2 separate regions of the Rattus norvegicus genome follow, and region 2 is linked to region 1. The links are chromatin contacts, called in public Hi-C maps. All regions are on one chromosome and are shown on one strand. Each heading gives the region's core, a stretch centred on a gene start, on an enhancer-like site or on the middle of the called end of the contact. The rest is flanking DNA. Distances are from core to core; before and after follow the strand shown.

Region 1 (2,700 bases), core at 63-2,562:
TGACCCCAAGGAAGACACGGAGCTGGAGGAAGCGGGAGCTACCTCTCACAGCTGAAGCCTTCGACGTTGTCTTTGCAAACGCATCTTCCTGTTTCAACATTACATTCGTCGGTGCTGCCAGAAGGGTCGCAGGAGCATGGCCTGTTTGATCGAGGGGGACGGAATGAAATAAAAAGAACAGACAGGAAAGAAACCCCACTCTTAAAGTTGACTTGTTTTACACAACAGCAGATTCTACACGTGGTGCATCTCTGAAGGACAGAGGGAACTTGTGTTGTTTTTATATTTGGATTTGGTTTCGGTCAAGAATACTCATCACCCGTGATGAAACCTAATCCTGTGCACAATAACTTAAAACTACTAAAAAACACCATGTTTTTGTACTCTCTAAAACCCCAGGGGCGTCATCACGTCTAGTCTGGAGGCTTGTGGGCCATTACTTCTGGGAAAGGGCTCCCACTATAGCTACTGCTTCCCCGTGCAGATTCAGGACCAGTCTCTGATTCTGAAAGCATTTACCTGCATCCTGCCTCGGTGAGGGAATGGAACCCAGGCTGGCAACGGTCACACTTGTCACCCATCACTCCGGGCTTACAGCTGCACCTGCCGTAACTGTCACACTGCGTGCTGAGAGAACCTAAAATGTAATGAGTTCATGTTCAACCTCAAGCCTGGGCAGATGAGGAAAGAAAAACCAATCAATGTCAAAGCAAACCCAGCCAGGAGCCAAAAGCAGTGCCTGATCAGAGAAAACAAGGACCGATTTCCAAACGATAACTCTTTGTAAATCACAGCTTTCTAAACCATAACAGGGGCTGGAGCGGTGGCTCAGTGATTAAGAGCACTGACTGCTCTTCCAGAGGTCCTGAGTTCAAATTCCCAGCAACCACATGGTGGCTCACAACCATCTGTAATGGGATCTGATGCCCTCTTCTGGTGTGTCTGAAGACAGCTACGGTGTGCTCACGTCCATTAAATAAATAAATCTTTAAAAACAACAACAAAAAAGAAAGCCATAACAGTTTTGCATTTCAGGCACACACATCTCTAGCAATCAAACGTTCCTTAAGGCTCCCGTCTAGAATTTAAGCATAAACAACAAAACAGTAGCCCAGCTCCCACACACCCCCCCCAAAATTACAAGAGACTGAATGCATACATCTCTACACACACACTAACGTGCTCTCTAGGGACATCAGACTAAACAAAATCATTAACAAGGAAAAGCCTTTCACAGTCAAAGTTCAGTCTCTACGACCCAGCTGCCAATTATTTACAGAGCCACTACCTCTCTTATACACACTAGAAAGTCATCTGAGAGGTCAACCTGGTTAGCATGAAAGAGGAGGACGAGACAGTCATAAGCTACAGCAGCACGCACACTGCCACACTGTGCACACGCCCAGAAAGCAAAGCTGTCTTTTCTGAGTTGCCACCCCATAGGATGGATGTCACTCACCAACGGGGCTGCAGTGGCACGGAGAGCAGGCTTCAGTGTTCCCCAGGCGGAAGAAGTTCTCCCGGCACCTCTCGCACTTGGCACCGTCTGTGTTATCCCGGCAGTTGGTACAGTGGCCACCGTGCCCAGTGGAACGGTATAGCTCAGGGTCAAAGTAGCATTCTTGGGATCGGCCATTGCAGTCGCAAGCTAAATAGACAGGTTAGGTTAGATAAGTGTACCTTTAAAAAGAACGGGTATGTGTGTATCTGCGTGAGTGAAGGCCACGCGGGTGGGGACGCCTGCAGAGGGTGTCAGATCCCCCGGAGCTGGAGTCAGAGGCAACGGTGAGGCTCCCAACATGGGTGCTTTATTAGGAAATAAACTCTGGAAGACAAGTAAGTGTTCTTAACCTCTGGGTCATCACTGTAGCCTCCAAACCTATTCTATATATCTTTAAGAAAGCATTTTAAGGGCTGGAGAGATGGCTCAGTGGTTAAGAGCACTGACTGCTCTTCCAGAGGTCCTGAGTTCAAATCCCAGCAACCACATGGTGGCTCACAACCATCTGTAATGAAATCTGATGCCCTCTTCTGGTGTGTCCGAAGACAGTTACAGTGTACTTATATATAATAAATAAATCTTAAAAAAAAAAAAAAAGAAAGCATTTTAAAAGACTCCCAAGAAAACCAAACCTCAATTTTCTATATCTCTGTGACAGGTGGTATAAAGTAAAAATGACTACCGGGTACATTGTTTATTAAAAAAAAAAAATTATGTCAACAAATTTAGAAGCCTGATCATCCATCACTTTACTAAGAACTATCCATCCTTACAGAAAAAGGATATATAAGAACTCCTATACTCAGAAAAGAATCTGTCTCCCAATGGCTGTTCATACATAAGGGCCAAGTCAAATGATCATTTTTCTAACTGTTTTTTGAGACAGGATTTCACTATGCAGTGTGGCCTGGTCTGGAACTCACTATTTAGACCTGGCCTTGAAGTCATGTATCTGCCTGCCTCTGCCTCCCTAGTGCACCCCAGGGATAGCAGTGTGTATCACCACACCCATTTTTCTAACTCTTTATCCTCTGCTCTAACAGCAAAAACAAGGTGTAATTTATCATGCATCTTTTCTGTGAATATTTTGCATCAACAATTCAAACATATTAAGACTCCAGCTTCCAGGGGACCAGATTACTCTCTCCAGACCAGGGAACTTGAGACTTGTAGGTTTAAATTGGCATGTCTGATGACGC
Region 2 (2,700 bases), core at 56-2,555, 92 kb after region 1:
TGTCTTCATGGCCTTTTTGTTTTTCTCCCCACCAGGATTAGCAGTGAAACAGCTCTTAATTAAAGCTGAACGGCTCTGGAGAACAGTAACTTGAAAAGTGAACTTCTGTTTTAATTACACATAGAAATACTGGCAGTAAAGGCATTTGCTCCCCTCAAATTCCTTTATCAGAACTAAGAGCAATCATTCTCAACCCTGGAGACAGACAACTAAACATTTTAAAGACAAGTATTTGAAGGTGGACCTTCAAGACTCTAATACAAGCATTCTATGAGATAGTCCGGTCCTACCAGGATGAGTGTTTCCCTAGCGCCTCAGGGGGGGAAAAGTGGGTGGGGGTGCTGGTCCAAAATCCTAACTGCTGAAATAGAAAAAGAATCAACGGAACAAGAATCCGGTTGGGTTAGAAAGAGTGAGGGAAAAAGAGAGATGCTAGCTAGCGTGGGACATGGTGGCCCTCACCGGATGTTCAAAGCGAGATGAATTTTAGAAGTTGGAGAAAGGAATTTCTGTGTGTGGCCCACGCTGGAGAACAGACCGTCAGCACGCGGCTGGACAGGCCCCTCAGGTCGGACCTGCGGCTCCATGGAGGCAGCCCCGGAGCTGGACCGTGAGCGAGTAGTGGGGACAGGGCTGTCATCGCTTACCCAGGTGCAGCGTGAGGTTGATGGAGTTGGGGTACTGCACCCCGGCCAGCATAGTCTGGCTTTGCCACCAGGTGGTGTCGGCCTGGTTGTTGTAGTCGGTCAAGAAGGCTGCCCCGTGTTGCAGGTGGAGCTGGCCGGCGTCGCACAGGTGACAGGACTTGGTGACTCCGGTCACTCCAGTCTGCACGCAGTACTCCTCGGGTGGAGTCCCACACGTGTTGGTAGCCACCACGGTCACATTGAAGGCGGCATTAACAAACTCCGGCATGCAGCGCTGCGGCCGGCCGCCCTCATCCGCGCACTCGTCCATGGCCGCCCGGACCCAGCACGCCACGGCCGCCAGCACAGCCAGCAGCAGCCACAGCCGCCGCTGGAGCTGCAGGGCCAGAGCGGCCCGCCTGCCGCCCGTCATCCCGCCGTGCGCCGGCCCTCGGTAAAGGCTAGGGTGCCGCGCTGCACTCGCCTAGCGGCGTGCCCCGAGGCCGATCCTCCGCTGCGGGCCGAGGCCGGGCTGTGAACCGGGCTGGAGGCCGAGAGCCGGACGCAGAGCCGATGGGTGGGCGTCCAAGCGAAGATCGCGCTGCCTCCGCTGCCTCCCGGTGCGCAGCCTGCACTCTGCGCCGACCCCCGACTTCCGAGCGCGCACTCGAGAGCGCGCCCCAGGAGGAAGGAGCAGGGGGTGGGGTCTGCCCGGTGGGGTGGGATCTGGCGGTGGAGAAAACCCAAGACCGGCCTCCTCAGCAGTTCACGCGGGCCAGGAGCTGCTCCCCGCCCTACGCGTCCTCCCCAGCGACTCCCGGCGGCGGCAGGAGCAACCACTGGCTCTCCAGCCCTGGAGGGCGGTGGGCCAGAGAAGCGAGATGGGCGGAATGGGAGCAAGAGGGAAGGGCGCGAGGTGGGCGGGGCGGTGGAGTATGAGGGCGGGGCGGGACCCTCAGCAAAAGGGAGGAGGGCGCGAGATGGAAGAGGCAAGGGGTCAAGTAGGAGGACTTCTGGATAGGCGTGACTAGAGGTGGGCTGGGCCAGGGGGTAAGAGGGAGGGGCCCAAGGTGGGCGGAGAGGGAGCATGAGTGAAGGAAGGAGGGCGGGGCGTGGGGTGTGGGGTGCGGGGCGGTGCATGCTGGGAGGGCAGGGGCTTCAGTGGAGATCCAGCGCTCTGTTGGGAACCCTCATCCAGGTCGTGGTCCTGAGAGGATCTTGCCCTGGAAGGTATGAGGACTAAGGGAAGGTTCTTAAAGGGCGACCGCAGGTCGGTGAGGTGGCTCGGAATCTGTCTTTTGACTTCATGAGGACTTGGACTCTGGCCCAACCAGATGTCAGTCCTTAACGGTATAGCCCAGCCACTACCTGACGCTGAGGCCTGAACGACACCGCAACCACGCAGTGGTCTGCGTGACCTCGCCCTCCCCAGCCGTCCCTGGCATGCTTTCTGTATCGCGGGCCAAGCCCTACCCACGCTGAGGGGAGAGATTCCGAGGTGTCCAAGCGACTGGATCCCTCTGGAACACAGGGCTGGATCTCAGCTGCAGAGTCAATTTTGTGATTTCCTTACCCTAAATTAAAGTCTGACTGTCATTTACCCCGGCAGGGAAGGAAGTGAGAAGGCTGGGAATGGAATGACATTTCCCCCCGGATACGCAGACCCTCTTTGAAATTCTTCCATTGTGTTGTTTGTGTTTCCCAGTTTCCCTTAAAAAACTCGAAATGATCTGGATTCTTACATCCTCCTCTTCGGACCTGCTGAGTCATAGAATATTGTCAGTGCCAGAATGACTCAGTTCCCAGAGCCCGAGCCAAAAAGATCATGAGTTTTATTTAGTCCCAGATCAGAACTACCTGCGGTGCTGATAGGACCGGCGGACAGGGGAAGGGAGGGTGCTGTAAAAATGAACCAGCTGAGAGCCCACATGACACAAGTGCGCTAATCCCAACCAATGATGCAAAGCAGACACACAAAGTGGAGGCTCCAGATTTGGGGGTCAGTAGTAAGGAGGCTGATGTCTACAAGGTAGCTCAGGGGGTAAAGGCACTTGTCACCAAGCCTGGTGACCTG

What was found. Hi-C and Micro-C count contacts between places; a contact is called where the count stands out from the background.
Region 2: a contact with region 1 is called in a Hi-C map of kidney, with 2.3 times the contacts expected there. The contact joins the promoter of Lamc1 here to the enhancer-like site in region 1. A contact is called at or near these places in 2 of 12 Hi-C or Micro-C datasets (kidney and mammary epithelial cells).

The regions. Positions count from the first base shown.
Region 1 is chr13:67,959,104-67,961,803 of GRCr8, forward strand. Lamc1 (laminin subunit gamma 1) reads right to left here. Exons shown (of 28, transcript NM_053966.3): 5 at 1,460-1,648; 6 at 520-637; 7 at 43-141. Among named protein-coding and RNA genes, the nearest start is that of Lamc2, 66 kb to the left of the region's middle. Within about 2 kb of position 1,313, at least 1 of the 93 cell types and tissues checked has an H3K27ac peak or open chromatin away from gene starts, as enhancers often do. A contact at or near this core is called in kidney, where this site is marked.
Region 2 is chr13:68,050,681-68,053,380 of GRCr8, forward strand. It overlaps Lamc1 (laminin subunit gamma 1), which reads right to left and starts at 1,306. Exons shown (of 28, transcript NM_053966.3): 1 at 648-1,306. The coding sequence starts at 1,059. It also overlaps the pseudogene LOC134481569.